Linked DNA regions of Mus musculus: region 1 is linked to region 2. A link is a contact called in public promoter capture Hi-C data. All regions are on one chromosome and are shown on one strand. Each heading gives the region's core, a stretch centred on a gene start, on an enhancer-like site or on the middle of the called end of the contact. The rest is flanking DNA. Distances are from core to core; before and after follow the strand shown. Region 1 holds the start of Parvaos (parvin, alpha, opposite strand). Region 2 holds the start of Parva (parvin, alpha).

Region 1 (5,698 bases), core at 1,606-4,105, 110 kb before region 2:
CCATTAAAAAATGGGGCTCAGAACTGAACAAAGAATTCTCACCTGAGGAATACTGAATGGCAGGGAAACACCTGAAAAAATGTTCAACATCCTTAATCATCAGGGAAATGCAAATTAAAACAACCCTGAGATTCCACCTCACACCAGTCAGAATGGCTAAGATCAAAAATTCAGGTGACAGCAGATGCTGGCGTGGATGTGGAGAAAGAGGAACACTCCTCCATTGTTGGTGGGATTGCAGGCTTGTACAACCACTCTGGAAATCAGTCTGGCGGTTCCTCAGAAAATTGGACATAGTACTACCAGAGGATCCAGCAATACCTCTCCTGGGCATATATCCAGAAGATGCCCCAACGGGTAAGAAGGACACATGCTCCACTATGTTCATAGTAGCCTTATTTATAATAGCCAGAAGCTGGAAAGAACCCAGATGCCCCTCAACAGAGGAATGGATACAGAAAATGTGGTACATCTACACAATGGAGTACTACTCAGCTATTAAAAAGAATGAATTTATGAAATTCCTAGCCAAATGGATGGACCTGGAGGGCATCATCCTGAGTGAGGTAACACATTCACAAAGAAACTCACACAATATGTACTCACTGATAAGTGGATATTAGCCCCAAACCTAGGATACCCAAGATATAAGATACAATTTGCTAAACACATGAAACTCAAGAAGAATGAAGACTGAAGTGTGGACACTATGCCCCTCCTTAGAATTGGGAACAAAACACCCATGGAAGGAGTTACAGAGACAAAGTGTGGAGCTGAGATGAAAGGATGGACCATGTAGAGACTGCCATATCCAGGGATCCACCCCATAATCAGCATCCAAACGCTGACACCATTGCATACACTAGCAAGATTTTATTGAAAGGACCCAGATGTAGCTGTCTCTTGTGAGACTATGCCGGGGCCTAGCAAACACAGAAGTGGATGCTCACAGTCAGCTAATGGATGGATCACAGGGCTCCCAACGGAGGAGCTAGAGAAAGTAGCCAAGGAGCTAAAGGGATCTGCAACCCTATAGGTGGAACAACATTATGAACTAACCAGTACCCCGGAGCTCTTGACTCTAGCTGCATATGTATCAAAAGATGGCCTAGTCGGCCATCACTGGAAAGAGAGGCCCACTGGACTTGCAAACTTTATATGCCCTAGTACAGGGGAACACCAGGGCCAAAAAGGGGGAGTGGGTGGGCAGGGGAGTGGGGGTGGGTGGGTATGGGGGACTTTTGGTATAGCATTGGAAATGTAAATGAGCTAAATACCTAATAAAAATTGGAAAAAATAAAATAAAAGAAGGCTCTGAGACCAGACCAGCTGCCCGGAAGAGGTATAGACCAACTGAGGCATTTTACAACCTGTTGAGCGGCCTGCAGGCTGTGCAGTGTGCTTCCGATTTCCAACTTTGTGAGCTGTCACCCACACTGGGGTGGGCTTCAGTAGTACAGCTATCTTTGAGTCACTTCTCGTCCTATAAGTAACCCTTCAGCCATATTCCTGTAGATGGCCCCAATAAAACCCAGTGGTTCGCCAAACTCTGTTTTGGTGATATCTGTACTTTGGTCTGTCATGGGTTTCCTATCTGGGATGAGTAGATGTGGGTATTATGCCTCCCCAGGAAAAGTTTTTCACATAGCAGCAGGCAAAGTGACCTTGAACTTTGGCCTTTACCTCGTGGTGCTGGGATCAGAAGCATGTATAATCAGCTCTGTGGTAATGTGGTGCTAGGAACTGAACCCAGGGCTTTGTGCATGCTAGGAAGCACTCTTCCAACTGAGCCTCACTCTAGCCAGGGGACACTTTGTCCTCTGTTTACTATCAGATTCCCAAAGAGGTCAGATAGCACGTGCTTAGGAACTAGATGCCTAGATTCAAACTCAGGCTCTACCACTTTCTCTGCTATGTGACCTTGGACAAACCCATTAATTTCCTGTGCCTCAGTTTCCTCATCTACATGATGGGAGTAAAAATAATATTGCCAACTTCTTAGATCTCTTGAGAAGATAAAATGAGTTCCTGGTCCCTGGAAAGAACCATGGATATATGAGCTGCTGCTACTATTTAAGATGATACCTCTAATACTCTGTACCTGGCGAGTATGTATTGATTAAGTAACTCAGACTGCAAAGATCACTGTTTAGGGAACAGGCTAGATGCAGATGCAGAATTTACCCAAGGAGTTTTAAAAAGGCCTTCATGTTGTTGGGGTGGGGGTGGGGGTGAGGGTGGGGTCGTGGGAGAGTGTTGGGCCAAGAGTCATTTACCCTTTAGTCTGAACTTTAGCCCGACTCTGCGTGCACTATTGTGCATTTCTGAGATAGAATTTGTAGCGTTTGTTTTGTTCTTTTGAGACAGAGTCTTGCCAGGTAGCCCAGGCTGCTCCCAGATTCACTATGTTGCACATGATGGCCTCAAACCTGCAGCAGTCCTTTTGCCTTGGCTTTCTGGGTGCTGAGATTACAAGATTACACTATTCCTGACCAGTCCGCATTTTGTGAAGGAAGAAAATCCACTTCTGCCCCAAATGTAGCTAGAGCCAGAGAATAAACACAGTGGTCTTAAAATATCTCCATCTGACTAGAAAGATGATATTCCCAGCCGGGACTCTTAAAGGTGGGTCTGAATGAGGTCTCCCCTCCGAGAGCATTGTTCAGAATGTTTGCAGATGAACACAGCTACAGTCAGAACCCCGCCCTCTGGCCTGCCTCTTCAATTCACTCACAGAGACATAACAAGCCCCAGAAGAAAGGCTGAGATATGCTTACAATTGGAAATGGGTGTTTGGAAGAAACCATTGGGCAGGAACCCCATTCCCGTTCCATTAACCGCTGACTCAGAGCCAGTTGTTTGGAAAAGCCAATATGCAAACTGCTCAGTCTGCGCCTGGCCCCCGCCCCACGAGGCCCCATTAGCAGCCACTTTCCCAAAACAGCCCGCCCTGCTTTGGAAGGTTCCTTTCTATTCAACCCGAGCAGGGCCCAGCAGCAGCCTGCTTGCCAGGCCCTGAGCTGGGAAAGACAAAGGGCCGCGATTGAATTTTCTCGGCGGCGCAGAATCTGAAGATGTTGTTTACTCTAGAGAATGGGTTGAAGCTCCCGGCCCGAGGGTGCAGTCTCTAGCTGCTCACCCGCCATTAGTCATAACTTAATAAAAGCCCTAAACGGCTAGCGGAAGAGCCGGCTTCGAAGGCGCAGAGATTGCCTTAGTTCACTCCAAGAAAAGGGGTTTCTTCATCTCATTTTATTTTCTAGAAAATGCCATCTGAAATGAGGTCCACATCCAGCAGAGGCAGGCTTGGGGACTTGAAGAGGTGGATTCGAATCCTGCTCTGGTTTTATTAGCCGGAGGACCTGATGTGGCTTCCTGCAGTTAGAGCTGAAGCCGTTCGTCTGTTTTCCTCCCGTGTTTATCCTTTTGAAAGAACCCCCATTTTCATCTAGGATCCACCTGCCCTCCTGGGTCTAGAGTGAGATCCTGATTGCTTCAAGTCAGTAATGATGCTCCCCACCCTTGCCTCGGGGGCCATATGATACAACTCTAGTCAGAGCTTTGAGTGGAAATAGTTCTAGGAGTTTCTAGGAATAATCTCCCCCCATTTAAGAAAGAGTCCCATGGAAGGTAAGTCTTTTTCCTTTCTTCTCTCCAGCATTGTATTGGGCTTTTATGTATAACTTTGCTATGGTTCTTTTATAGCCAAGAGGTAAGTCTGCCCGAAGAAGCTAACATGCTGAAGTTGTCAAGAAGGAAGGAAAAGAGGGGGAGGACGTTGTTGATACTGGTGAGCTGCTGCCCCGGAAACCACCCCTTACTATGTAAGCTGGAAGAGCAGATGGACCAGGGACAGTCTACCCAGTTAGTGCATGGGGATAAGGATTACGTGGATAGCATAGGTCTGTACTTGATAGTAACTTAATCTCCTCTTTCTCCCCAGAAAGAACAGGATAGCCACAGGACTTGGTGAACCCTAAACTTCTATGCCTGGGAACCCCAAGAACCCCAGGAGAGAAACAAGTATGGAAAAAAGAATGGAAAAAGTTTTCTAAAGGTGAAAGAGGGTTGTGGGTGGAGCTGGGCTGGTGGGTGGGGCTGGGCTGGCACACTTGAAGCCCTGGGTTCCATCTCCAGGGACGGGTGCACACAGCAACTCCAGCACTGTGGAGGGGAGGCAAGAGGATCCTAAGTTCAAGTCCATACATAATGAGTTTGAGGCTCCCTGTGCAGGATCCCTAATTATATTCACTCAACTGAGAAGCACCACTGAATGCCTCCTCTAGAGCCTGGAGACATGCCTCACTCGGCTCCCAGGAGTGGAGAAGACAGGCCCAGGGGAACCATGGGACTAGTGTGTTCCACTCTAGGTGCCAGATGGGAACCGGAGGAACTTGTGTGGAATGAGGCTGATTTTGAAGCTGAACACAGGGAAGTGGAAGGGTTCCTAGCAAAAGGGACATTTGAATAGGACTTTGAAACGCCTACATTGTCATTACCCCAAAGCACTTATGTGTGAAAATAGGGAGGTTTGGGGAAACAGGGTAGGGGGTGAGACAGTAGTGATGATGTCTGAACATTAGGACATACTCAAGGAAGAGAAACAAGGGAGTGGCAGAGATGTGGATGGGCCAGAGTGTTAGGGCCTTGGGCTTAGTCATAGAGAAAGAAAGAGCAGAACGCCTCCAATGGAGGAGACAGAGGGAGTGTCACTAGGCTGCAGGGAGTGCCATTATCACTGCACAAGCTGACCGTCCTCCCACATACTGGAAAGAACAACTGGAATTTTAAACTAAATGTAGTGCCATTCCAGTAGCATAAATGTAACACTTGGGAGAAACCAAACTAAATATGCAGAGGATCAAGATGTGGGCAATATAAATCTCTCAGTCACAGCCATAGGGAGCTGTTTCCTTGTCACTGACAGACTGATCCTGAGGCTCACATGCAAAGGCAGTACAGAGACTGGCTATAGACTTCAAGACACCAGTAAAGTTATCGTAGTCAAAACAGGATGCCATTGATAACAGCTTAATGACACGGAACAGAGAACCCAGAAACAGACCCAAACATCATCCCATGGATCCCTGGCTAACCTTGAACTTATATAGTTGAGGGTGGTCTTGAACTCCTGATCCTCCTGCCTCCACCTTCTAAATCCTGGTCTTATAGGTGTGTTTAATTATACTTGACTTATGTAGTGCTGGGGATGGAATGCAGGGTTTTGCGCATGCTAAGCCAGCACTCTTCACACTGAACTCCATCCGAGCAACCTCAGTTCATCTCTTAAAGGCACAAAGGCAAATCTACACAGAACGCACAGTCTTTTAAACAAAGGACCCTAAAGGGACTGAACGTCTGGAAGCAGAAATATCAATGAAGACAAAGATTATAAACCTTTTCCCAAACTTGAAATAACTGCAGACCTAAATCTAAAGTATAACACCTTAGCCTTCCTGCCCCCCTCAAAAGAGGATAGCACGCTGACATTGGGTACGGCAATGAACTTTTAAGATAGAAACAGTAAAAGGAAAATCTATGAAAGAAATCTGTTGAACCTTATTAAAACATCTACTCTCAGCAACACAGCTAAAGCATGGGAAGGGGCTAGAGAGATGAGTCAGTGGATACAGTGGTTGTTGTACAAGCCTGAGGACCTGAGATTGAATCCCCAGCATCTACACAGAGTTGGGCATGG
Region 2 (5,356 bases), core at 2,712-5,211:
GGTCTGGGTTTTCCTTAGCGGCCATTGGGGCAGCACGACCCATACCATGGAAAACAGGGGACCCAGTGTGGGTTCCTCAATGGCACCTATCCTCTGAAAAACTAGAAGCTGTGATTCAACTGGTAGAGGAACAATTAAAACTAGGCCATATTGAACCCTCTACCTCACCTTGGAATACTCCAATTTTTGTAATTAAGAAAAAGTCAGGAAAGTGGAGACTGCTCCATGACCTCAGAGCCATTAATGAGCAAATGAACTTATTTGGCCCAATACAGAGAGGTCTCATGCTGGTTAATCAACGCATAGATCTTGTCCAGAAACAACTAGATGTATTATGACAAATAACTCAGCAGGGTTGTGAACAAAAGTTTCCGGGATTGTGTGTTATTTCCATTCAGTATGTTAAATTTACTAGGGCAGCTAAATTGTCAAAAAGTCTTTTTCAGTATATGTTACAGAATTGGATGGCTGAATTTGAACAGATCCTTCGGGAATTGAGACTTCAGGTCAACTCCACGCGCTTGGACCTGTCCCTGACCAAAGGATTACCCAATTGGATCTCCTCAGCATTTTCTTTCTTTAAAAAATGGGTGGGATTAATATTATTTGGAGATACACTTTGCTGTGGATTAGTGTTACTTCTTTGGTTGGTCTGTAAGCCTAAGGCCCAAACTAGGAGAGACAAGGTGGTTATTGCCCAGGCGCTTGCAGGACTAGAACATGGAGCTCCCCCTGATATATGGTTATCTATGCTTAGGCAATAGGTCGCTGGCCACTCAGCTCTTACATCTCACGAGGCTAGACTCATTGCACGGGATAGAGTGAGTGTGCTTCAGCAGCCCGAGAGAGTTGCACGGCTAAGCACTGCAATGGAAAGGCTCTGCGGCATATATGAGCCTATTCTAGGGAGACATGTCATCTTTCATGAAGGTTCAGTGTCCTAGTTCCCTTCCCCCAGGCAAAACGACACGGGAGCAGGTCAGGGTTGCTCTGGGTAAAAGCCTGTGAGCCTAAGAGCTAATCCTGTACATGGCTCCTTTACCTACACACTGGGGATTTGACCTCTATCTCCACTCTCATTAATATGGGTGGCCTATTTGCTCTTATTAAAAGGAAAGGGGGAGATGTTGGGAGCCGCGCCCACATTCGCCGTTACAAGATGGCGCTGACAGCTGTGTTCTAAGTGGTAAACAAATAATCTGCGCATATGCCGAGGGTGGTTCTCCACTCCATGTGCTCTGCCTTCCCCGTGACGTCAACTCGGCCGATGGGCTGCAGCCAATCAGGGAGTGACACGTCCTAGGCGAAATATAACTCTCCTAAAAGAGGGACGGGTTTCGTTTTCTCTCTCTCTTGCTTCTTACACTCCTGCTCCTGAAGATGTAAGCAATAAAGTTTTGCCGCAGAAGATTCTGGTTTGTTGCGTCTTTCCTGGCCGGTCGTGAGAACGCGTCTAATAACAGGTCAACGTCACATCAGACTCCAAGAAAGTAGTGGACACACACTGGTAAACTTTGGACCAATAAAAACGTTTCTCAAAGGTGCTAGCAGTGGGATGGGCACTGCAGGCCAGTTATGAGCTTCAGTAATTCTAAACTGCCATCTGTCAGATGGATGAGCCCATACCAGAAACACAAGCTAGAAAAAGGACTTCCAAGCTAGGATCTCATGATCATTTGCCCACACTACAACAATTAATGGTTTACCAGCACACCTGCCCACTATTTTTGCGTCTGTGGTATCAGAGACCTATGGCCAACTGTGGTTGCAAAATACTGAATGAAAAAAATTTCAGAAATAATTCCTAAGTTGCACACCATTCTGATTAGCATGATGAGATTTTGCTTCACTCCAAACCTTCCTTCATTCCTGGGATAGGAATCCTATGGATACACATTGTATACGCAGCCTTGGTAACTTAGTAGCCATCTTTGTTATTGGCTCAAGTATCAGCCTGACTGTCTCAGCACTGCAATGCCTGTAATACTAAGTACTATCTGTTGTTATTATTACCATTATTGTGTGTGCATGATGCATGTATGTGGGTATTCTGGCACAGGTCAGAGGTCAACTTTGTGGAGTCAGCTCTTTTCTTCTACCTTACATAGGATCTAAATCCCCAGTCTGGAGTGGCACGTGCCTTTACCCACTTAGCCATCTCAGCCATGTTAACCTCTTACTGTGCCTAACATACAGGTTAAACTTTACCATATACATGTCCAGGGAAAAGCACACTATATCAGGCTCAGAAGAGCTCATAGTATTGGCCATTCGATGAGCATCCTGGAGTCATTCTGTTAGAAATAAGGGGGGACTAGGTACAACAACCACTTGGGGGTGAGGTGATTTTTAGATTCATGCCACAATCTAGACAACAGACACTTAGCTCATGCACTGAGTTTGCTAATTAAACACCAAAGTGCTTTCCATACTTCAGGAGACTAAGAACATGAGACATTTCCTAGTTCATCACCTCAGACCTACTAAAGTAAACTCCTGAAATGATCTGGAGACTTGGGCTAGAAACACCGTGTCGGTAAAACACTTGCTTAACATCAGAGTCCCTAAGATCAACCCCCAGTACCACAGAAAAGAACAATCAATTAACACCAAGCTGGGCAGGCCTGTAATCCCAAATACTTTGGAAGCCGAGGCAGGAGGACCACAAAGTTCTGCCTGGGCTACACAAGACTAAGCACAAGGCTAAAGAGTCTCAAAAGAGAAAGAATAAGACCGCGGTGCTCACGCAGTAGACCTAAGGCCCTCTAAATCCAATCCCAGCCATGCCAAAGAGGAAAACATTTTAAACCCCTTTTTATTCACACACCTATCGCCACATTGATTTTTAGAATCATCACTGCATTTCCTACGCCCAAATGTGAGTTGTAAATTCTGCCTACGGGGGAAAAAGTACTTTCCACAGAAACTATTCTGGAAACAAAAAATGAGATTGCTGCAATTCACTGTGGTGGGAAAAAGAAATCTTTTCTTTTTCTTTAAATAAAACTTGGAATGGAATGTCCAGGTTCACAGCAGGGTCACAGTCCTTAGGTGTAGTGAGTTTATCTCACCATTCCTCAATCCCCCCCCCCCCAACTTCGGCACGTTCTTCTCTCAGTCAGTCAACTAACATTTTATACAGATCATCAAAGTCCACACAAGTCCAGGGAGCCCGCGAGAGATCCAAGGAGGCCATTGCAGCTGCAGCAAAAGACCTGAAGGCGCCCAGGAAACGACGGCGCAACAGACCAATGAAGGCTGAGAGCGGGGAATGACGGCGCCCGAGAAAACTTTCCAGCAGAAACTTGGCAAATGCCAGTCCTCGGGCGCGCAGAGGGCGGGGACAGCGGCCTAGGGGAGAGCACAGGGGACCGGCTGGGCCTGGGCTCTGGGACAACAGCCACCCAAAGCCTGGGCTCCGCCTGTGGACCAGAGATGACACCGACCCGGTTAGGGCTTTGGAGGCGACATGGGGACACTGAGAGGCGCGCCCAGGCACTGCCAGGGGGGTCTCCCACTTCCAGGCTCCCGATCCCTGCAGCGCCCACGGCCTCGGCTGTTCCTACCTTCTTTGGCTTTCTTCCTCCGGGCCAGCGTCCCTCCGAGTTTCCCCAAGAACGAGTCATCCTTCTTGCGGGACGGAGGCGACTTGGGAGTGGGTGATTTGGGGACCAAGGGCGACTTCTGTGGGGATGTGGCCATGGCGGCTGGACGCGGAGCTGGAGCTGGGCGGCCGCGGCGGGCGGCGGCGGGACTGAGGCTGCGGCTTTCCAAACGGAAGCGGAATTATTCCAGGCATTTGAGGCAGCTCGCTCGCCTTTCCCGTCCCTCGCTCCCTCCCTCGCGCCGCCCTCCGCCCTGCGAGGAGCTGCTGCGCCTGGGGCCCCCGTGCCCAGGGCTGCCCTGGCTACGAGGATGCCCTGGCTTGCCGCTTGCTGGGGGCTATAGACGCAGGGGCAAGTGCATGCTAGGGGGACGTGAGGTCTTATCTGGAGCTTGGAAGCCTTCACTTCTCTGCTTTGCATACACACACACACACACACACACACACACACACACACACACACACGCGTCAGAATCCGCAGGGAATCAGCCCTGTGACCCTATTTCCCAGCTGCTGCGGTCTCTTGCTCTACCTCCTGCATGGATGGGTTCCTATACTGTTAGTACTTTTGTCTCACAAAGAAGTCAAGGATCTAAAATGGGCTCTGGTCCCAACAGACTTCCCGTTCAACTTCTGCATGAATCTGCGGACTTCCACCTTCTCCTGTCCACACTCAAACAAAGCTGGAAGTCCACGACGGCAGACGCTCATCTATCTAGCCAAGAGCAATAGAATTAGTTCCAGACTCTCTTGACCTGACGCTGGAGTCACACCAGGCAGTTTTAAAGATTCATGCTGGAGATGTTTAGGAGTCCTGCGTACTTTTACTGTGCTTCTTCGTCCTAAGTTGTGGCTTGACCATCTCTTTCCCATTCTTTCAGGATACCTTGGTCATACACCAGCGGGAAGAGTTACATAACTGTTTCCACAGCTCTTTCCGTGATGGGGCATAAACAAATATCTATGTCTCCTTCCCAGAGCACCACCACCAAATTACCTTTTCCCTGAAATCAAGCTTGGGATCCAATGAGTTTATCAGACTTACAGAGCCTGGGGAAGGAGTCACCTACAGGAATGTGGGCGGGCCCCAAAGCAGCTGCACTACTGCAAATTTCTACCCCAGGGCGGATGACTTCCCCTAACTGTCTAAATGGAATCCCCTTCAGCTAATCTTCAACAGACTACTACTCTAACACCTCCAGTGACCACGTGGAATTAGGACAGAATGACCTAGTAGGGTTACAAGAGGGAGTGGCCAGAATTGAGATGAAAATTCAGTGACTGTCCCTGCTCCATCCTTCTATAAGGGAACATCAATAAACAGGGTCGGTCTCTAGGTCAGGAGTCGAGTGGGAAGGGAGGTCGCAAGTTCTCACATCTGCTTAGATGAAGATGGTGGCTGTCTTGCTCTGAGGAGGGCTTTCCACATGTACACTACACACACTGATGGAATCTGACTGAACCTCTGACTCAGAGGGAGCAAGATTTTGAACTGAGCTGGAGAAATCGGTCCAGCAGTTGGGCACTAGGTTGTGATCTAGTGCCCAGCTAGGCAGCAGTGTCTGTTCTCAGCCAGAGGCACGTGTTGATGAGTGACATGCATGTTGGTGATGAGAATGTGTGTCTTAACTTCCTTCCTATTGTTCTGATAAATCCCAGAACCGGAAGCAACCTAGAGAGGAGAGGGTTTATTTTACCTGTAAGGTAGCAGTCCATCACGGAGGGAAGTCAAGGCAGGAGTCTGGAGGCAGA

What was found. Capture Hi-C pulls out chosen DNA fragments and counts their contacts.
Region 1: a contact with region 2 is called in a promoter capture Hi-C map of adipose tissue. The contact joins the promoter of Parvaos here to the promoter of Parva in region 2. A contact is called at or near these places in 2 of 39 promoter capture datasets (liver and second pharyngeal arch cranial neural crest), 4 of 484 Hi-C or Micro-C datasets (liver, uterus and ventricular fibroblasts), 4 of 115 datasets of contacts at active chromatin or transcription factors (cardiomyocytes, fibro-adipogenic progenitors, heart atrium and 1 more) and 1 of 9 other capture datasets (adipose tissue).

What each region holds. Positions count from the first base shown.
Region 1 is chr7:112,532,840-112,538,537 of GRCm38.p6, reverse strand. Parvaos (parvin, alpha, opposite strand) reads left to right here and starts at 2,855. Exons shown (of 5, transcript NR_154467.1): 1 at 2,855-3,630; 2 at 3,706-3,790; 3 at 3,944-4,057. The region is part of intron 1 of Parva (parvin, alpha); the gene reads right to left.
Region 2 is chr7:112,426,311-112,431,666 of GRCm38.p6, reverse strand. Parva (parvin, alpha) reads right to left here and starts at 3,961. Exons shown (of 13, transcript NM_020606.5): 1 at 3,567-3,961. The coding sequence starts at 3,702.